7 separate regions of the Mus musculus genome follow, and regions 1, 2, 3, 4, 5 and 6 are each linked to region 7. A link is a contact called in public HiChIP or PLAC-seq, Micro-C and promoter capture Hi-C data. All regions are on one chromosome and are shown on one strand. Each heading gives the region's core, a stretch centred on a gene start, on an enhancer-like site or on the middle of the called end of the contact. The rest is flanking DNA. Distances are from core to core; before and after follow the strand shown. Region 1 holds the start of Treml4 (triggering receptor expressed on myeloid cells-like 4). Region 2 holds the start of Trem1 (triggering receptor expressed on myeloid cells 1). Region 3 holds the start of AI661453 (expressed sequence AI661453). Region 4 holds the start of Taf8 (TATA-box binding protein associated factor 8). Region 5 holds the start of Treml1 (triggering receptor expressed on myeloid cells-like 1). Region 6 overlaps B430306N03Rik (RIKEN cDNA B430306N03 gene). Region 7 holds the start of Foxp4 (forkhead box P4).

Region 1 (2,789 bases), core at 114-2,613, 340 kb before region 7:
AGCGAGAACAAAAAAAGAGGACCATGCCAGGGTTGGCCCCTGGTAAGGAAGACCTCAGGGGCCCTTGTGCCAGTAGAAATTTGTAACTCAGGTCTGCCTAAGTAAGAAAGCAAGTAGGAGGGCTGAAGAGATAGCTCAGCCATTGAGAACACAGATTCTTGCAGAGAATCTGAGTTTGGTTCCAAGCATCCACATTGAGTGGTTCACAGCAACTTATGACTCTAGCTGCAAGAGGCTCCTAGTCGCTGGTTTCCATGGGCACTGGCACACATGTGGCATGTGCCCATGAGTGCACATAATTTAAAATAAAAACATTTCAACTTTTTTTTTGAGACAGAGTCCCACTATGTAGCTCTGGCTGGCCTGGACCTCACTATTTAGACTAGGCTGGCCTCAAACTCAGATCCACCTGTCTCTGCCTCCCAAATGTTAGGATTAAAGTTACACAATGCTAGTGTAAACTAACTAAGAGTCAGAGAGAGACTCCAAGTGCCTACCCCATGAAACCTAAACATTCTTTCTCAATGAGGAGCCAAGCATGACCGAGATGGGAAACTGTCTCTCCTCAGTCAGATCAGGTGTCAAAATTAGGGGGTCACAAAGAGAAGGGATCAGGGATATGTATTGTGCTTGGTCTGTAGAAGAGGGTTGTATCCCCAAGAAAGGCCTTACCTGGCGACACCACCAGGCTGATGTTTCTGAGAACAGTTACTTCTCTGAGGGAAGGATAATATGGACCACACCAGTAGAACGCTGAGTCATCCTCTGTTAGTTGAGTCATGGTGATGTTGAAGAAGCCAGCTTCAGGATCATCCCAGATTGTGTGCTGTAATTCCCTGGCTGCTTTCCGAGGCTCAGAGGTAGTGACCACTCTCGTACATTTACTTGGGGCTGTTTGCCGACACCACGTTTTCAGCACATAGGACTCCTCCTTAGGCTTGTATTGGCACTGCACGGAGAGGCTCTGTCCTACCATTCTATGAAGCTCTTCAGATACTGTGGACCCCCAGACACCTGGACAACAAACTGTCAGGTCAGAGGTCAGAGCTCTAGCTGTATGCATTCGTTTCTGGGGCTAGGGAAGCCAAGAGGCAATGACTTCCAACACTCAGACGCACAACATGGCCCCAAAGCCAGCCCTGGTCACAGGGTCAGCCTGGTTCCTTGTCCTTTTATCTATCCCACCTCTCAAACCCTTGTACAGGGAATCATCTCACCTGAGGCCAGGAACACCAGCTGCACAGGGACCAGGAGCAGTTGTGAGTACCTCCAGGCCATACCAGTCCAGATTCTGTCAGTAGAGGAGAGGAGAAAAGGAGGAGACCTCTGAACTAGGCAAGTCTTCCCCTAAGTCTCATCATCTGTGAGATGTAAGAACCAAGGAAGATCAGAGCTTTGATTGGGGAAGTAGCCAGTCTGGGAAGGCGGGCTTATGGACCCATAAGAGGAACAGTGGCCAGGCCTGGACTGGGGACTCCTAACTGCAGGGTCCATCTCGTGGTTGACCTAGGTAGATAGGTTCTGTGGACACATGAGAGGAACAGTGGACAGGCCTGGACTGGGGACTCCTAACTGCAGGGTCCATCTCTGGCCCTCACTCTTCACCCCTGCTCATCCGTGTCCCATCTCAGCCATTCCACACCACCCACCAATCACACTCCTCCATTATTGCTACAAAAAAAAAAAAAAAGAACATTGTAGAAAACAATATGAGAAGTAAGAGGCCTGTTCCTCTTTTCTTTTTCCCTGAGAAAGGTCAAAGGTCCCTAGAGGTGTGCCCAGAGTCCTGGGAATCCCCATCACTAAGATAAGTCAGGGCCCTCACCTCCAGTATGTTGTCATCCTGGAAGGTTTGTAAGCCACCAGACTCCAATGCCAGAGTGTAAGGATGGTCCCTTGGAAAGGGGGAAGTGGGGCTACTGGGAGGTAGAGAACAATGAGAAAGAATTGTCAGAAGGGAAGTCAAGAGGGAGGGACCTCTTAAGGGTGAGAAAGGAAGCAAGGGAATTCATGACCATGTTAAAGGACATGTGAGTGGGAGAGTGAAACCTATGAGAAAAATTATCTCTCATTAACATCTCACCTGCAAAACTGTGTGGAAGAAAGGGTGACCCAGGCTGGGTCTCCAGGGTTTAAACCTAGCTCGACCAGAAAACAGGCTGCCTTTCACGGTCCCACAAACTGTCAAGATCTGAGAGACTGAAAGTGGAGTCAACAATCAGTAGCAACCAGTTAGGGAAGGTATATGCACACCACATCAAGGGAACCTCAGTCTTTCACTGGCGAGCCCACAGTAGCAGCTGGGATACCACTGGCTATCAGAACACCTAAATTCTTATTGGTCTTCATGCATCTGCTCCACTCCCAGGGACTCTAGGGACCTCCTATGTAGCAGTTGATGGATGGCAAAGCAAAGAATAAAAAAATCTAATGGCCCTGCCTTGTACTTATGAGGGAACCAGAAGTGTGGGATATAAACGTCATTTGTTTGAGTTGGTTTGCAGAGCTGGAAATCAAACCTAGAGCCTTGTACATGCTAGTAAGAAAACAGCTCGCCATTCCACCAAGCTACATCCCCAGCCAAAGCTTTAGTTATAAACTCAATCTTATCTTCCCTGAATTACTGAACCGAAGTATTGGAATCAAATTTTATTTTTTCTAACGTCGTCACACAAGAGACTGAAGCAGTTAAGAAAAAGCATGTGTTGCTTTTGGAGAGGGCCAGGGTTCAGCTCCTGACAACCATGTCAGGGGGGCTAACAACCACCTCTTACCGCAGTTCCAGGGGA
Region 2 (2,876 bases), core at 111-2,610, 310 kb before region 7:
GCAGTTAAGAGGATTTGCTTCTCTTGCAAAGGACAAAGTTTTGGTTCTTAACACCTACGTGGCAGCACACAACCATTGGTAACTCCAGTTCTATGGGAATCTGATGCCACCTTCTGGCTTCCTCAGGTACCAGACATGTATGTGAGACATATACATGTATGCATGCAAACACGTGTGCATATAAAATAAAAATTATTTTTAAAAGAATACAGCCATAAAAAATAAAATAAATTAAAAAAAAAAAAACCAAGCATAGAGCGCCTGCCTCCCTAAGTCACCCTCCTTATAGCTCAGCTCATCGGTCTCAGGGTCTGAGTTTCTGAGCGCAGGTGAAGCCTGGCCTATTTGACAGCCATATGCTTTGGAACAGTGGTTTTCAACCTTCCTAATATTGCCACCCTTTAATACCACTCATTAAATTGTGCTGACCCTCAACAATAAAATTATATAGTTGCTACTTTATAACTGTAATTTTGCTACCGTTTTGAATCGTAATGTAAATTTCTATTTCCCAGTGGTGGTCTTAGGAGATGCTTGTGAAAGGTCATGCGACCTCCATCCTAGGAGTCGAGACGCACAGGTTGGGGGCCACTGCTTTAGAGCTTCAGGGGGTTAGAGAGACCCCTCTGTTGGCAAAGCACTTGCTGCCGAGGCGTGAGGAACTGAGTGTGATCTCTAGCGTGCGTGTAGAAAGTCTAGTGCAGCTGCACACACTTCTGCTCCAACAGCAGAAAGGGAGAGACAAGTGGGTCCTTGAGGTATACTGGCCTAACAAATAAGTTAACCCAGGCTCAGTGAAAAACTCAAGAGCAAGGTAGATCCAATGCGCACTTTTAATATCTGTAGGTAATCAGGATGCAGAAGCAGAGAAGCTGGGCTAGATAGAGGTCCAGCCTGGACTACATAGCAAGTTCCAGCCATACAGGCTACATACTGAAACCCTGTATCAAAACAAAAACAAAAACAAAGAAAAGAAAAGAAAACAAAACAAAACCAAAAGAGCAGGGCAGTAGTGGTTCACACCTTTAGTCCCAGCACTCGGGAGGCAGAGGCAGGCAGATCCCTAAGTTCAAGGCCAGCCTAGTCTACAGAGTGAATTCCAGGACAGCCCTGGCTACACGAGAAACCCTGTCTCAAGGGGGAAAAAAATAAGGAACACACACACACACACACACACACACACACACACACACACACACGGCTTCTAATTTCGAGTCCAGAGAGACCACCTGCTCCCATCTCCCGCTTGCCTTACCTGAGACAAAGAACACGCACAGCAGTCCCCAGAGCCCAGCCTTCCTCATCCTTCAAGCTCAGCTCCAACGACTGCCTCTGTGGGCTGCTGGGACAGCTAGAAGACACCCTTGTACCCAGACTCTCTGGAAAGTTTCACAACAGGATGTGAGGCCATTCCTGGGAGGTAAGGTACTGTCACTGGCCACCCTGCGGGCTGACATCAGTAAGGAAGTTCAGGGGACTGTGCTCAAACCTCAGTTAAAGCTCTTGGGACCTCAGTTTCCTCTTCTCTGAAAATTATTTTCTTTTGTATTGTAATAATTTTGTGGGAGGGGGGATGGGTAGAATCCGCACCCCACCCTACCCCAGCCCATTTAGCTCCTGAGTAATTGAGACAGAGGCCTGTTGGATCTTTCCAACAAGCTTTAAAGCACTAGAACTGGGCAGATATTCACATTTTTTAACCCTCTATGCTATTTCGCTATTTCCCAGCCAAAGTTCCTTGCCATTCGGTCCTGCCTGGGCTGCTTCTGCTGTAACTGTCTGTCTTCAGGGCAAGCTTTTCTTGGCCACTTGCTCATGATGCATCCTGCCTCAGGCTGATGACCCCTCTCTCTTCTTTCTCCCTGTGGTCCCTACCTGTACAGGCTAGTTTTGTGTCAACTTGACACAGCTGGAGTTATCACAGAAAAAGGAGCTTCAGTTGAGGAAATGCCTCCATGAGATCCAACTGTAAGGCATTTTCTCAATTAGTGATCAAGGTGGAAAGGCCCCTTGTAGGTGGGACCATCTCTGGGCTGGTAATCTTGGTTCTTAAGAGAGCAGGCTGAGCAAGCCAGGGGAAGCAAGCCAGTAAGGAACTTCCCTCCATGGCCTCTGCATCAGCTCCTGTTTCCTGACCTGCTTAATTTCCAGTCCTGACTTCCTTGGTGATGAACAGCAGTATGGAAGTGTAAGCCAAATAAACCCTTTCCTCCCCAACTTGCTTTTTGGCCATGATGTTTGTGCAGGAATAGAAACCCTGACTCAGACACTACCTCAGACACATTCCCTTCCCCCACACACATTCCATCTCCCCACACACACTCCATCCCCGCCACACACACTACATTTGCCCACATACACACTACATTCCCCCCCACATACTTCATCCACACACACACACTTTATTCCCCCACCCACACACACTTACTTCTTCCCCACACACACATAGACACACACTCCATTCCCTGAAGGATGCACACACAGATACCACACACACGCACTACTTTCCCTTCCCTGCCCATACAACCTAATGCCCATGTCTGGACACACTCCATCACACATCCTGCCTTCCTATCTCCTCTGCCCCGTCATAGGCTCCAGCTTTTTATTAACCAACCATAGGTGATTGCGGAGTGTTCTTTACAGTACATCGGACGATACAAAGCCCACGTCCGGACTGTAACCTGATCTTGGAGTACAGAACTCAGCATCTGAACACACAGAGCGTGAGACCAATCCTAACACTTTCTGTCCTGTTTTTTGACGGGTTGATTGGTTGGTTTTTTGTTTCGGTTGTTTGTTCGTTTTTTTTTGCACAGAGACTCACTATGTAGCTCTGGCAGTTCTAGAAGTCACTCTGTAGACCGAGTTACCAT
Region 3 (2,818 bases), core at 317-2,816, 490 kb after region 7:
GTCTTCCTTCAGGCCAAGGAAGGTGTTGGGGCATCCCAGAGTACACTTAGGGTTCACTTGCCAGCACTGGTATCTTCTTTGCCTAGACACGCCCCCACTTGGTCCTGCTCTCTTCCCCATTACTGAAACCTGTGCTCTGTCAGAGACAGCCTTCCCTCTCCACTCTGAGGCTAGGTTCCCCTCAGAAATGCCTCTTCTCTTTCTCATGCACCTAAAGGCTGTCTTCCAGCAGAGGCCCCCAAAGGGCAGGAGGGCATACTCTTAGTTTTGCTTGCCTGCTGGTGAGAGATCTTTAGGTCAGGGAAAGGTGACATCTTGTTCTTGCCCTGGCCCCCAATGTAATCATTTGGGTGTTGAACAGAACTCCAAGTACCATAAAGGTGATGAGGAAGGCAGGTAAAACTAGGGAGTGATTGGTGACACACCCCTGTCTCCCACTTCAGACACCAGAAGCATGGATCAAAAACAAGAAGTGAGTACCGTTCCCCCATTTTCCCGGGGTTCCCCCCAGTTAAGAGTGTATAAACTGGAGATTGACAAAGAGATAGGAGTGTCCCATAGCCGGAGCTGGGGAAGGGCCAATTTATTTCCAGTAGTTTGCAAAGACACACCACCCTTGATTCAAAGGGTCCGCACTCTCCTCTGTCCCACCTCTGACTCTTCAGTCCGAGACCATAGACAACCCAGATCCAAGAGGACCTGGGCAAGAGCATGTGACACTCAGCCCCCTTCCCTCCCCACCCCCAACCAAACCAAACAAAGCTAATTTGATGTCGCAAATGGCTGGCAATCTGCTAACAGTGGCCTGCTCGCTGACTTTCCTTTCTCAAACAGAACGAACGGCAAGGGCACCTGAGGCAGGCTCTCTCTGCGGGACAGAGGAAGCGGAAAGGACTAGGGACAGACGTCTAGATCTCTGACTCAGAATGCGGATATGTGGTAGGAGACACAGCAAAGACAGCCACACAAACAGAAACCCTACCAAAGGTTATGAAGGGAGACAGGGAACGGCAGGTGAGGGCGGCAAGGATCGGCGGCCTCACTTCAGGGGTTCCCTGCACCTCTCTGACTCGGGCTGCCGCGCCTCCTTCCCCTTCCCAGCATCTCCTCAGCCGGTCCACAGGTTCCAACGTGTCCCTGCCCCAGCCCGCTTTCCCAGCGCCCAAGTGACGCCAGAGCCAGGAGGGAAGAGGCGCCACGGGGAACTCTCCCTTGTTTTTTTTTTTTTTTTTTCCCCCAGCCGGGGTGCACTCACCAAAGTCCCTGGTTCCCTCCTCTTGGGCCTCGTGGGTGAAAATCCAGGGTGGATTGGTGGCGTAGAGGGACGTGGTGGAGGGGTGGGCGTGCTTCTTCCCAAAGAGTTTGCTGAAAGTGCCCTGCATGGTCTGGTTCTTTTTCATGCTGCTGCAGGCCGATCTGTCCCCGAGGGAAGGACCTTCCGTCCCTAGGCCTGTCCTGCTCCAGACTGAACCCCGCAGCGTCTTCCCAGGGGACACTAGCAGGCCATGGTCCCCAGCCGCGCTCCCCGCCCGCGCACCCGGCGACAGGTGGTGCGGGCGCCGCCGCCGCTCGCCTGGAAATGCGAGCTACCTGGACAGGTAAGAGGCTGCCGCCCGGAGCCGGCCCCGCCCCGCCGCCCAACTCCCCGGGCCACATTCCTGCCTCCTTCCACAACAGCCTATTGTTGGCACCGTGCGCTGCGCGGAGGACCTCGCCCGGCCCACGCCCTGCTGGGGAGCAGAGCCGCCCCCTGCCGCGGGTTCCCTACCGGCACGCCCGATCCACCCCCACTTTTTTTTTTTTTTTTTTTTTTTTTCTGGACCAGGAAAAGCCCAAGGCGAGTTCCTTGAGTCTGTGAGCCCTTCCTGAGCAGATCAGGGTGGACAGTTTAGAAATGACTTGCATCCCAGAAAAGTACCTGCCTGGCCAAGCTAGCATGGCCCAGAGCATCCCGTGGGCCCTCTGACATGTGTGAGGGAGACTTCGATGAATACAAATGATGAATACACAGGAAGTTAGAGGCCAGGTAGAGTTAAGAAATTTCTGCACATTTTTTTTCCTTTTTTTTTTTTTTTTGTTGTTGTTGTTGTTGTTGTTGTTGTTGTTGTTGTTGTTTTTTTGTTTTTCCGAGACAGGAGTGCTGGGATTAAAGGCTTGTGCCACCACCGCCCGGCTAATTTCTGTACCATTTTTTGTTTGTTTGTTTGTTCGTTTGTTTTTGGTTTTGTTTTTGTTTTCGAGACAGGGTTCCTCTGTATAGCCCTAGCTGTCCTGGAACTCACTTTGTAGACCAGACTGGCCTCAAACTCAGAAATCTGCCTGCCTCTGCCTCGAAAGTTCTGGGATTAAAGGCGTGTGCCACCATCGCCCGGCTAGTTTCTGTACCATTAGAGAACACAGGAAGAAACTATCCTCATGGTTAGGCCTCCATATATATTAATATACTAATATATTAAATATTTAACATATTCAATATATAATTATTTTATATATTTCATATTGTTTCTTGTTTATTATTTATATTGTGTATATTATTAATATATTAAAGATAATATATTTAATACATTATATAGTGTGTATATTAGAGAGACCCTGCCATATATGTCATATACATACATGTATGTATTATGTATGTATGTATGTATGCATCTATCTATCTATCTATCTATCTATGTATGGCAGGGTCTGTCTATTATGTAGCCATTGCTGTCCTGAAATTTGTAGACCAGGCTGGACTTGAACTTATGACTATCTCAACTCTGTCTCCCAAGTGCTGGGATTAAATGCTCAGACCACCAAGCCCGATCTTAATGTATAT
Region 4 (2,959 bases), core at 405-2,904, 420 kb after region 7:
AACTCTGGTGACTTAGCATTCAAATATTTGAGCCTAGGGGGTCCATTCTTATTCAAACCACCATGACATTCAAGGGGCAAAGTTGCTCCAGTTAAGAGTACTCTTCTCTTCCAGAGATTCAGTTCCCATCATCTACCTGGCAGTTGTGACACTCAATATGAGTGCTCAAATTTGGGTCATCTCCAAGAGCAGTATGTGTTTGTTCTTTTTTTTTTTTTTAAGATTTTATTTATTTTATGTATATGAGTACACTGTAGCTGTCTTTTAGACACACTAGAAGAGGGCATCCAAACTCATTGCAGATGGTTGTGAGCCACCATGTGGTTGCTGGGAATTGAACTCAGGACCTCAGGACCCCAGGAAGAAGAGTCAGTGCTCTGATTGACCACTGAGCCATCTCTCCAGCCCAGTATGTGTTCTTAACTACTGAGCCACCTCTCTGCCCCAAAGTGTATTTTTAAAAGAGATTTATTTGTTTCAATTATATGAATACACACACTGTAGCTGTCTTTAGACACACCAGAAGAGGGCATTGGATCCCATTACCGATAATTGTAAGCCACCATGTGGCTGCTGGGAATAGAACTCAGAACCTCTGGAAGAGCAAGCAGAACCAAAGTGTTTTTTTGTTTTTAAATATTTATTTATTGCATACATGTGGGTATATTGGTCTTGTCTTCAGACACACCAGAAGAGGGCGCCAGATTTCTTTTTCTTTTTTTAAAATATTTATTTATTTATTATATACACTGTAGCTGTCTTCAGACACACCAGAAGAGGGCATCAGATCTCATTACGGATGGTTGTGAGCCACCATGTGGTTGCTGGGATTTGAACTCAGGACCTTTGGAAGAGCAGTCGGCGCTCCTAACCGCTGAGCCATCTCACCAGCCCCTCTTTTTCTTTTTCTTTTTCTTTTTCTTTTTTTTTTTTTTTACAGGGTTTTCTCTTTGTAGCCCTGGCTGTCCTGGAACTCACTCTGTAGACCAGGCTGGCCTCGAACTCAGAACTCCACCTGCCTCTGCCTCCCAAGTGCTGGGATTAAAGTCGTGCACCACCAAGGCCCTGCGAAGGCGCCAGTTCTCATTGTAGATGGTTGTGAGCCATCACGTGGTTGCTGGGAATTGAACTAAAGACCTCTGGAAGAGCAATCAGTGCTCTTAACCGCTGAGCCATCTCTCCAGACCCAAATTGTATTCTTAGTGTATTTCTGAGAACTTACTTCATACAAATGGCTTTGTTTTTGTTTTTATTTTTATTCTTTTCTTTTCAGGGAAAGGGTCTCCTTATGTAGTCCTAAACTGGCCTTTAATTCATTGCATAGCCCACGCTAGCCTGGAACTCTAGATCCTCTGGTCTCAGCTCCAAAGTGCTAGGATTACAGACGGCAGGCTCCTGGACAAAATATGTTTCTTTTAACTCAGTGCATCTCACAGTGCGTCTTCCAGATCAATTGCTACAGCTACTGACTTAAGTGTCCAAGAAAGCTTGGGTCACACAACGCCACGTGAGCTTGGGCTATCCCGAGCTCCCTCCACCCCCACCCCAGACTCACACGTGTTCGTAGAGCTTTTCTATAAGGCGGGGCACCCGCGGCCCCGCCCTTCTCCACCTCCCACCCCGCAACTACAAGTCCCATCGTGCCCCGCGCTCACGCACACTACGCAAGAGCAAGATGGCTGACACGGCGGCCGGGCCTGGTGGCTCCGGAACGGTAAGGGTGGAGAGGCGCGGCGTGAAGCCGAAAGAGTTTGGGTCTTCTGGATCTCTCCCACGGTTTGGGCCACGGTCTCGAACCGAGAAGCCCAGGCCCGCTCTGAGACCCGGGGCTGGAGAGTATCTCTGGCCGTAGGCGGTCCCCGCTGCTTGGCTTTTGGCAGCGGCCTCCTGAATTGCTGCATCTGAGACTTGATTGGCTTGTTCCTTGTTGAGGTGGGAACCCGGAACTCCTTCTGATTGGTCTGAAGAGGCTGTTTTTATCCTCTTACTGGCCGGCCGAAGTTGGAACTTCGTAAAATATTTACTTGCTCTGCCTTTCTCTGCGGTGATGCCTAGCTCTCCTCTGCATCCTGTGGTGGTAGCTGGTTTAATTTTCCTGGTTACTGAAATGGTGTGATGGGACAAGAAGATAGTAGATTTATTCGCTCAGTACCATCATTCGTGTATATATTCTTCCTTTGCTTTTCCCTCTCTCTTCCTGCCTCCTCTCGCGCCTGCCTCTGCCTCCCGGGTGCTGGGAATAAAGGCGTGCCCACCACAGACCCGCTCCTGTAACTTTGCTCCAGAAAGAAGTGAATGGGGCTGGAGAGATGGTTTAGTGGTTAAGACGGACTTGCTGGTCTTTCAGAGGACCTGAGTTTGGTGGAGTGGCTCACAATCACCTGTAACTCCTGCTTCACGGAATCCGGGCCAGCGCGGCACCTGCACTCGCAGGAACACACACACGCGCGCAAAACACACACATCTAGTGGTTCAAAGTCTCACTCTGGGCTTCTGATTTCCAGAGACCGGGAAGTAAGCAATCCACTAACCCTGCTGATAACTACCATCTGGCCCGGAGGAGGACCCTGCAAGTGGTTGTGAGCTCCTTGCTGACAGAGGCGGGATTTGAGAGTGCCGAGAAAGCGTCTGTGGAGACACTGACAGAGATGCTGCAGAGCTGTGAGTACCAAGAAACACTAGGCCCGCTGTTTCCTTTACAGACCCCCCCCCAGCTCCGTGAACTCCATCCCAGATTCTCTCTCCCCTTCTCTTGGAAGACTGTTAGAGACTCAGCTTCAGGCAGAAGAAACACACATGTCCATTGTAGAATGAGACTGTTTCGATGCTTATACATGTGGGAGAGACACAAATAGCAACCTTGTCATTTCAGTCGTCTGCAGCGGCATTAAGTGGCATTAAGTGTTACACAACTCTCAGCGTTATCCATGTCCAAAGCCCTGTATCCCTGAACAACACT
Region 5 (2,805 bases), core at 200-2,699, 440 kb before region 7:
AGAGCCAGTTTTGGCTGTTCCCAGAACCTCAGGCTGCGCTCCCCTACCCCCGGAGCAGTGTCCCACAGCTTCTCCATAGCCTGACACTCACCGGGCGCCTGTGTGGGATAAGGGCAGTCAAAACTCCCGTATCCCACCTCCCCAAGTGCCCGAGCCCTGTGGTGGAGTGGCCTCGGGACCCCTTAACCCTACAGTCAGGCCCTTACTAAACTATGTTAAGATAACTTTAAATCATGAAAGGAAGGCAGGGCTGGAGAAATGGCTCAGTGGGCAAGGGTAAGGTCGTGAGTTCAGATCCCTCATACCCACATAAAAGTGCTGCATCTGGAACCCCAGTGCTGGAAGCTAGAGATAGGCAAACCCCTATATGGCCAGCCAGTCTACCCAAAGTGGGGAGCTTCAGGTTTAGTGAGAGACACTCTCTCAAGGTGATTAGGTAGACCATGATAGAACAGGACATCCTCTGTGGCTGTATGGGTGTTAACATGGGCACACACACACACACACACACACACACACACAGGGGAAGGCACAAAAATTCATTTCTGTTAATATGCTTGAAGTTCCTGTAAAGTAAAACAAAGATAGTATAGGAGAGTTGGAGGAAGACACGGGGCCTTGGATATGCTGTGACAGAAAGCTACTGTCAAGGAGAGAGAGAGAGAGAGAGAGAGAGAGAGAGAGAGAGAGAGAGAGAGAGAGAGAGAGGAAGAGGTGGCTGCTTAGCTACTTATCTCCAGCCTCCCAAACAGTTCCGTTGCCACTCAGTCCAGGACGAGCTGTCAAAATGATATCTCACCCCCAACGCCTTCCTAGTGGGCCCCATACCCCAAAGCTCCAAAGAGCCCCCATCACAGATCATCCTGCCTACAGTGGGGGCAGCTTAGGGTAACTCACCTGGTGGAAGAACCAACAGGGAGACCCTATGCAGGGTCTGGGGTCCTGCCGCTCCCTCCACCACACAACCATACTCCCCTGTGTCCTCCTCCTGCAGGGTCACCATTTCCACCTGCAGGAGCCCCCCACCCAGGTCAGTGAGGAATATGCGCCCGTTTCCCGGAGCTCTTCGGTCCACCGCTGAGGTCACTAGTGGGTGGCAGCCTTCCTGCAAGAACTGGCACCACACCTTGAGAGCCCTCACATCCTGGAGCCGGTAGTGGCACTGCACTAGAATGGATGACCCCACCGGTGCCTGTAGCACCTCGGGATGACTGTCAGCTGAGCCTTGGCCTGCAGAAGGAAAAGATGTGGGAGTGAGGGTTGGATAGAAGCAGGCATGGTTCCTAGCCCACTCCCCAACATAGGGACTTGGGGATCCAGAGGGGGGTAGCTATGGCATCTGTGATACTGGTGAAGGAGGCGTGGCTACATCTGCACCTTACCTGCTAGTCCCAGGAGCAGCAGCAGCAGCAGCAGGTAGCAGTCCATGGCTGGGCAGTAGTAGGTTCTGAGGATGGCCTCCTCTCTAAAACTGCAGGCCCCTGGGGGCAGGAAACATCTGTCTCATACAGTCACGTGGGCGCTCCAGCTATCCATCGAGGCTGACAGTTACACTGGGGCAGGGAACTTTTCCATAGATTTCTTGGCTCAAGGTTCAGAAGGCCCCGAGAGACCGGTAGGCAAGTGAGGGAGAGGTTGGAAGAAGAGGGTCTGATACCCCACCAAAGGGAATGGAGAGGGGACCCAGCAACCAGAGGGCAGGAGAATAAGGAGAGATAATCTTCAGTCTCCTACACAGATCCGAAGAAAGAGCCATGAGGGAGAAAATTTAAGAGCTGTCCATGTGGCCCAGGGCCATCTGATTCTCAAGTCTTTATGGGTAATTCTCCTGTCCTGACTCTACTTATACACATACCACCCCAGCTCCCAGGGGACCCCCACTCCCTCACCACAACCTCTTCCCTAGAAACCCCTGGACCTGTCTTTGCCTGTGTCTTTCAAACCCACCCCCTCAGATCCAGGAAGGATGATTTTTCTTCAGAGGCTACAGACCATACTCTTTCCTCTTGCTGTTCTGCACCCACCCATCACCTGGCAGCAGGGATCTTCCCTTTCTTACGTGTTCTTCCTGTGTTCATAACTTTTCTTTCACATTGTTCATCTCTTAGTCCATCAAGCTTCTAGTATCTGCATACTCTTCTTCCTCCCCTTCTAGGATCTTCATTTTCCTTTTGGAGATAGGGTCTCATGTAGCCCAGGCTAGCCTCAAAGTTGTTAGGTAGCCAAGGGTGACCTTGAACTTCTGGTCCGCTGACTCTACCTCCCGAGTGTGGGAGTTTCAGACTTACATCTCCACCTGGGGTTCTGTGCTGCTGGAGATGGAACCCTGGGCTGTGTGCACGTGAGCAAGCCCTGTACCAATGTGGGTTTAGCTCCAGCCCCCTTTTCCACTCTCTCGTTTTTAAAAAGAGATTTATTTACTTTTATTTCACATGTGTAATTGTTTTGCCTTTATGAGATCAGGAGAAGGTGCCTTATTCCCTGGAACTGGGGTTGCAGATAGTTGTAAACTGCCACGTGGGACCTGAGCCTGCGTCCTCTGTGAGGGCAGCAAATGCTATTAACTATTGTGCCGTCTCTCTTACCCAATTTTCCTTGACAATTTTAATTTAGAAGTTCTCTTTCTTATTTTTCAAGTGTCATTATTTTTCTGCAAGCAGACTACTTTGGTGCCACAGATACTGTGTTGTCCATGAATATTTCCACCTTCCTACATGGTCCTGACAGTGCGCGCAAAGCCCTTGTGCTTTGATATGGGCGAGCGTTGGACGTCCCGCAGGAGCTAGAGACTGAGAAACACCCAGA
Region 6 (2,984 bases), core at 203-2,702, 400 kb before region 7:
TAACATGGCGAGCTGCCTCCGGCTCCTGCTGCCAGGACTTCCCAACTGTTGTGGAATGTACCCTCTGACTGTAAGTTCAACTCACCCTTTGCTGATGTAAGTTCTTTTTTCTCATGGTATTTTATCACAGCAACAGGAAATGAGACGCCTCTTTTCTCCTCAGACACCCCTGGCACAGGGTGCTGGCTTGCTGCAGAGGCCTGAGCTAAGAAGAGGTGAGAAGACGCTCTGGAGAGGCCTCGGAGCCTTCAGTGGTAGCGGATGTCTAGAACCGGCTCAGTCTCGCCTCCAACGTCTCAGCAGTGTAAGCTGCACTGTTGTCCTCTGTTGCATCCTGAGGCCTCTGTCGCTCGGGTCCCACTCCCCTAGTGTATCCCTATATCTAAGCCTTGATTTCCACTGTCCCTTCAGATGTCTCCCCCAGCACATACACAAAGAGATCCGTGAGGGAGCAGGAACCAGAAGTGCAGTGGCAAAAATCAACATCATCGGCAATTTACCGTTTATTACCTGTGAGACCAAGTCTCCCCGTGCCTCAGTATATCTCCATCTGTAAAATGGAGGAATGCATGTAAATAGGAGCGTTTAGGCTCTTCATCCATATAGAGGCAAAGGGACACATTATAAGTATTCCCAACTACATCCTACAATCAATCTCTCTTGTCCTCAAGCTTGAGTGTAGGTCCTGGGAGTCCTAAGTATCTATTGATACTGACCCAGCGAATACTGCTTAGTCAGCACCAGGAGCTCCAGTCTGAAAAACCCTTTTGGGTTTTGACAGCTCATGAGAAGCCCAACCTTCAGGATGAGCCATAGCCAAGAAGAGCAATTCAAGGAATGTACAATAGAAAGCAGGCTTCCAGGAGACGGTGTTGACTGAAGCATGGCCCAAGAGCACGGCTGCAGTTAGGAGGCACGAAGGACCACAGGTCAACTGAAATCAGGAGCAGAGACCAATAACCCAGGAGCGAGATGGAGTTGGGTGTGAGGCTGGAGGTGGTAAGCATCCTGTCTCCCCCAGGCAAATCTGCATCATAGGAGGAGGGCATGGGCAGGCAGGGTGAGGCAGAGTGCTCAGGAACAGGGCCACACTCACAGCATCCCTTCCTTCTCTGTAGCTGCATCTCCCTGCTCCCCGGGGGTCTGCCTCATAGGGACCCCATCCCCCCCAAGGGTCTGCCTCATAGGGGTGAGCAGTCCGCGTCCAGGAACAGCATCTTCAGTGCTAGGACCCTGGAAGGAGCGTGTGGTCTTAGGTGGTACAGGTAGACACAGTTTGCAGAGTGAATGCTAGTCCTCTAGAAGGCCGGGGAGCCCAGGTGTTCTGACAGAGATGTGTGGCTGGCTATGGTAAGGAAGTTCCCACTTTTGACATGGTTGGAAATACCTCAGAAGATCACCGCCTACATCTTAGTATTCATCCTAGCAAGGTCACCAGAGTTCCCTGAGCAGGATGGTTTTAGAAACAAGGGTCAGGCTGGTGTGGGAGGGATTGGGGGTTGGGCAGAATGTCATAGTTCTGCCTAAAGTTCCTGAGGAACTTGTGCAACCGGCTTCGATTTCATGAACCAGGGGGGAAGGAAGTGGTGGTCACACAAGGAAGGGAGGTTAAGGTCACTCAGAGGCGCCGACCCATCTCTCTTCCACACAGAATGTGTTAGCAGCATTGGTCCTAGGCCTCCAGAAGGGTGAGAACAGGGCTCCAGAGTCCTTCTGGATGGCACTTTCAGTCACCTTCCTTGAAGAAAGTGTGTCCTCTGTCATCTGAGGCCATCTTAACTCTGTGTAGGAAGTTGCCCCTCCACAGGGACAGTAGCGTTGTACCTACATGCTCACTGCCCTGGGAGCTCAGCCCTCAGTTGCTGGTCTTCACCTCTTGGGTAATCTGGCTTGGAAGAGCCGAGTCTGTTTCTAGAGATGCTGGCATATTCCACAGTCAGAAGTGGGTCAGGAGAGGGCTTCGGGTAGGGCTGGGTGTTGCTGTAGATGGAGTCCTGAGGGTTTACACGGTTTAGGTGGATGAGAGAGGCATAGCAGATGGTCCCAGTGTCCTCACTGGAGTGGGTCTGCTGATTGAAGCTCTGAAAATCAAAGAAAAAAATGTTTGTTGAAAGAATAGCTCGAGTGGTTAGTGGCCTGTGTGGAGCCAGGACTGGGTGGAGGGACACAGACAGAGTTTATGATGTTGAACATGGGCTGAAGAGATTGCTGGGTGGCTGAACACAGTGGCTACTCTTCCAGAGGACCTGGGTTTAGTTCCCGGCACCCATATGGGAGTGTCTGTTAACTCTAGTTCCAGGAGGGTTGACTCCCGTTTCTACACTGCAGACACTTGGTGTTCATACATACATGTGGGCAAAACACTCAGACAGACAAAATAAATAAATATTTTCTTTAAAAAGAGATGGGATGTGACGTTGGGCTGGTAGAGCCTCTGGGAAGATGGCTGGGAACGTTGCCTCCCTGTCACTGAGCTGAGAAGCACTGGCCTCCCTCCTAGGTTCCAGTTTTAAACTGCAGTCAAGCCTTGCTCTAGGTCCCTGAAAACAAAGGCCCTGTGGGCGGGGACTAAGGAACCACTGATTTGCATATTTTTCAATGATAGGATGGAATGCAGGGTCTTGCTTGTACTTACACAAGGCAAAGACTCCCACTGAGCTACAGCCCTGGCCTTGTGTTTTTGAGACTGGGGTCTCCTTATGTTGCCCAGGCTGGCTTGAAATTGGAGTGCACCATGACTCAGCCTCATAAGGCTTGGGGTTACCAGCATTTCCTGTGAACACACCCTCCCACACTCGCTCCTGGATACACACTCACACGCACTCTGAGGTGGACATGGAATGAGGCTGTGTGTTGAGAGTCCAGGTGTTTTGCTGCTCCAATTTTGCTGCTTCTATTACTCTTCAAGAATTGTTTTAGCGAGTTCTTTAAGGGAACCATATGCACGTTTAAACTTGACTAGGGCTGAGTTAGACAGGGACTTG
Region 7 (2,770 bases), core at 225-2,724:
GCAACGCAAATACCTAAACAAGCTGCACAGCAGCCCTATCCAGCTTGACATCTGTGTGTCTCCAAATTTCAGCAGGGTCTATGTTTGCCCTCTTTGTGTCTGTCCACTTGCGCAAACAGAGATGCTTCAGAGCTGGGTTGTAACTACCACCTTTCAGCTCCTGGCCCACGGAAAAGGGGCAGAATAGGTGAGCAGAAATTGCTTAAGCTGTTATCTCAGAAACCCGTTTTTGTTGTTGTTGTTGTGTTTTTTTTTTTTTTAAGAGTTTTCTCCAAAATATGTTATCCCCAGGAAACCAGGCCCAGTCCTTACCCAGTTCATCCTCCATGGGGTCTGCCTGCCCTTGGTCACCTGCCTCAAGGTAACCCGAAGCCAACAGGGTCTCCCAGAGTCACTGCCTTCCTGTGCTCAACCCATAACTTCTCTGGGCAGGGTGGGCCAAACACGGAGGGTCCCTGAGGCGTGCCCCTCACCTCTTCACACACCCGAAAGGGAAGATGTTTGGGTAGAGAGTGGGAGGATTTTTTTTCTCTCTCTCTCAGTTCTCCACCAGTCTGAGCCTGGCTCCTGCTACCCAATTTAGTCCTCCCCCTCGGAACCTGGGCCTTTCCGTGCCCGGACTTCCCCCTCCCAACCCAAACACACACCAGCGTCCCCAACCCCACCCCCACCCCCATCCTCACGGTCCCCCTGGGCACAAGCGGTATTCAGGGACGCCAAGTTTTGTTTACAATCTAATTTGTTCAGATAATTGCCTCGACTTTGCTCTGTGCTTGGCCCGCGTGGATCCAGCCTGAAGCCCTTTCTCCATCGGTTCTCACAGCACTTTATAGGAAATTCCCCTTTGCAGACCGAGGCGGCAGCGCGTGCGCGCCGGGATGGGAGAAAAGACTGTTCACAAAGCCCAGAAAGAGCCTCCCCAGCCCCAGCCCCCACACAGTGGGGAGTCAGAGGGAGGCGCGGCAGGGCCCGCGCTGGACGTCGGCTTCGGACTGGGGGGGGGGGGGTCCTGACCACTCCCCGCGCCAGGCGCAGCCCGCCCGAAACCAGTGAACCGTGTGCCAGCAGGACTTGGCCGTACCTCCAGGTTCCAGGAAAAGGCCAGAGTTAATAAAGCCTCCCATCGGATGGGTCCCCAGTCCACTGTGAAACTCTACGGCCTATCGACTTTGGCAGATCGGTAGCCCCACGTCCCCATTTTTTCCTTCCCCAAAGTTTGGTCCACGTGGTCCTCTTCGGCTTGCCGCTGGCCGCCTCTCAGGGGGAAAAGTGGCTGCACCTGCTTTAGGCGAATTATGGTAGCACTAGAAGTTAGTCTCCCCTCCCTCCGCCGCTCGCTCGTTCGCTCCCTCCTCCCTGTCGCTCGGCGCGCTCCCTCCTTCCCTCCACCCCTCCGGTCCCCCCGCCCGGTGTGCCCCGCCCGCGCGCCGATCGCTCGCAGCCACTCGCAGCCGGGGCTCAGTCGCAGCCCCTCGGAGTCCGGAGCCGGTCGCCCCTACGGACCGGACAGTGCCACCAGCTGCCGGGACGGAGCCCCCCAACACGCGATCAGGGCGCGGCGCAGGCGGCCGCGGCGCGGCGGGGAGGAGCCCGGGCCGGAACCAGGGCTGGGCCGGGGGCGGGGACGCCGGGGTCCCGGAGCCCCGGAGCCGGAGCGAGCTCAGGAGCGTCGCCGGAGCCCGGGGAAGGACGATCGGAAGCTGGAGAGAGCCAAGCCATCCTCCAAAGTGCGATGCCCCCAAGGGGCTAAGGCGCGCGGCGATCGGCGCTAGAAAGATCGCTTCGGAGCGCAGGGGCAGCCCCGGCGAGTGGCGGCGGGCCCGGGCTGCGACCCGAGCGAGCCCCATGCCCCGTGCGGGCTGACGGGCCGGAGCCCGCACTGAGCGGCCGGGCCGGACAGGTAGGTGGCCGATTCAGGGACCCCAGGGATCCGGGTGGGGGCTGGGCCGGGGACTCGTCCAACTCCCTAGCTCGCTCACTCTCTCGCCTGCTCCCCGGCTCACTTTGTGTTTGCAAACTGCCCGCCCGAGGCGCGTCGGCCGCCGGAGGAGCCCGGCCCCGGGCCGGAGCACTTTGTTCCAGCTGGGCCGGCCGCGGAGCACTGACCCTGGTGAGTTGAGAGACCCTGCCCCCGGCCCGGGCCCCCAGCCGATCGGAGCTGTCTGGGGAACAGGTGGGGGCTGAGGCGCGGGGCTGGGGGGCAGCGGGAAGCTGGCCGGGGCGGAGGGGGGGCGGCTTGGAGAAGCCACTGAGGCCCGCCCTGCCCCAAGAATCTGGGCTCCGCCCCCTCCTGGCCTCGCTGCTGGGAATGGGGTGTTAGGGGGCGCGACCCCCCCTCCCGGAGTGAGACAAAGAATACTTCCCGGCCCGGACTTTCCTGAGCCGGGAAGGGAAGTGGTGAACTGGGATCCCCCCAAGTCCAGTCTGCACGGGACTCCCCAGGACAAACAGAAAGACTTGAGTCTGTGTGTGTGTGTTGGTGTGTGTGTTGGGGGGGGCAACAATCTCAAACACCTCATCGCCTTGGTTTGTGGAGGTCACACTTCGAAAGTGCTGAGACTAGTCAACCTCCCCCCCCACTCCCGCATCTCTTAATCAGATCTGAGATAAAGCGGAAAACTTCTTGGGGACTTGAGAGAGACTGGTAATGGCCCCTGTGATTTATTTATTTATTTATTTATTTATTTATTTACGTGCGCCGGAGCTGATCGGTGGGGAACTAATCTAGTGGATACCCTCCTCATTCGGACAGAGCTCCTGCGGGGTAGTG

Evidence for each region. Promoter capture Hi-C pulls out the DNA fragments that hold promoters and counts their contacts. Hi-C and Micro-C count contacts between places; a contact is called where the count stands out from the background. HiChIP or PLAC-seq counts read pairs in DNA pulled down with a chosen protein or histone mark. Capture Hi-C pulls out chosen DNA fragments and counts their contacts.
Region 1: a promoter capture Hi-C map of adipose tissue shows a contact between it and region 7. The contact joins the promoter of Treml4 here to the promoter of Foxp4 in region 7. A contact is called at or near these places in 11 of 39 promoter capture datasets (3T3-L1-derived adipocytes, the C10 cell line, the HPC-7 cell line and 7 more) and 2 of 9 other capture datasets (adipose tissue and macrophages).
Region 2: a contact with region 7 is called in a promoter capture Hi-C map of the HPC-7 cell line. The contact joins the promoter of Trem1 here to the promoter of Foxp4 in region 7.
Region 3: a contact with region 7 is called in a Micro-C map of embryonic stem cells, with 1.7 times the contacts expected there. The contact joins the promoter of AI661453 here to the promoter of Foxp4 in region 7. A contact is called at or near these places in 5 of 39 promoter capture datasets (embryonic stem cells, fetal liver, liver and 2 more) and 1 of 484 Hi-C or Micro-C datasets (embryonic stem cells).
Region 4: a promoter capture Hi-C map of embryonic stem cells shows a contact between it and region 7. The contact joins the promoter of Taf8 here to the promoter of Foxp4 in region 7. A contact is called at or near these places in 9 of 39 promoter capture datasets (the 3T3-L1 cell line, 3T3-L1-derived adipocytes, the C10 cell line and 5 more), 2 of 484 Hi-C or Micro-C datasets (both in embryonic stem cells) and 2 of 115 datasets of contacts at active chromatin or transcription factors (embryonic stem cells and pancreatic cancer cells).
Region 5: a promoter capture Hi-C map of the HPC-7 cell line shows a contact between it and region 7. The contact joins the promoter of Treml1 here to the promoter of Foxp4 in region 7. A contact is called at or near these places in 2 of 39 promoter capture datasets (the HPC-7 cell line and HPC-7-derived erythroid cells) and 1 of 115 datasets of contacts at active chromatin or transcription factors (large pre-B cells).
Region 6: a contact with region 7 is called in an H3K27ac HiChIP or PLAC-seq map of bone marrow-derived dendritic cells, with 3 times the contacts expected there. The contact joins the enhancer-like site here to the promoter of Foxp4 in region 7. A contact is called at or near these places in 12 of 39 promoter capture datasets (the 3T3-L1 cell line, 3T3-L1-derived adipocytes, the C10 cell line and 8 more), 3 of 115 datasets of contacts at active chromatin or transcription factors (bone marrow-derived dendritic cells, differentiating embryonic stem cells and large pre-B cells) and 1 of 9 other capture datasets (embryonic trunk).

Annotation. Positions count from the first base shown.
Region 1 is chr17:48,262,869-48,265,657 of GRCm38.p6, reverse strand. It overlaps Treml4 (triggering receptor expressed on myeloid cells-like 4), which reads right to left and starts at 1,363. Exons shown (of 6, transcript NM_172623.2): 1 at 1,218-1,363; 2 at 673-1,026. The coding sequence starts at 1,278. The region is part of intron 1 of Gm52308 (a long non-coding RNA gene); the gene reads left to right.
Region 2 is chr17:48,231,223-48,234,098 of GRCm38.p6, reverse strand. It overlaps Trem1 (triggering receptor expressed on myeloid cells 1), which reads right to left and starts at 1,360. Exons shown (of 4, transcript NM_021406.5): 1 at 1,256-1,360. The coding sequence starts at 1,304.
Region 3 is chr17:47,435,387-47,438,204 of GRCm38.p6, reverse strand. It overlaps AI661453 (expressed sequence AI661453), which reads right to left and starts at 1,566. Exons shown (of 5, transcript NM_145489.2): 1 at 1,256-1,566. The coding sequence starts at 1,400. It also overlaps a transcript of 1700001C19Rik not described here.
Region 4 is chr17:47,500,986-47,503,944 of GRCm38.p6, reverse strand. Taf8 (TATA-box binding protein associated factor 8) reads left to right here and starts at 1,654. Exons shown (of 9, transcript NM_022015.4): 1 at 1,654-1,714; 2 at 2,505-2,661. The coding sequence starts at 1,676.
Region 5 is chr17:48,358,560-48,361,364 of GRCm38.p6, reverse strand. Treml1 (triggering receptor expressed on myeloid cells-like 1) reads right to left here and starts at 1,449. Exons shown (of 6, transcript NM_001289457.1): 1 at 1,383-1,449; 2 at 898-1,230. The coding sequence starts at 1,428.
Region 6 is chr17:48,323,034-48,326,017 of GRCm38.p6, reverse strand. B430306N03Rik (RIKEN cDNA B430306N03 gene) reads right to left here. Exons shown (of 6, transcript NM_177083.4): 6 at 1-2,081. The coding sequence ends at 1,833. Among named protein-coding and RNA genes, the nearest start is that of B430306N03Rik, 8.4 kb to the right of the region's middle. Within about 2 kb of position 1,452, at least 64 of the 459 cell types and tissues checked have an H3K27ac peak or open chromatin away from gene starts, as enhancers often do. A contact at or near this core is called in the HPC-7 cell line, bone marrow-derived dendritic cells and differentiating embryonic stem cells, where this site is marked.
Region 7 is chr17:47,923,336-47,926,105 of GRCm38.p6, reverse strand. Foxp4 (forkhead box P4) reads left to right here and starts at 1,474. Exons shown (of 17, transcript NM_001110825.1): 1 at 1,474-1,900. Gm46601 (a long non-coding RNA gene) reads left to right here. Exons shown (of 3, transcript XR_003952247.1): 2 at 73-187; 3 at 292-632.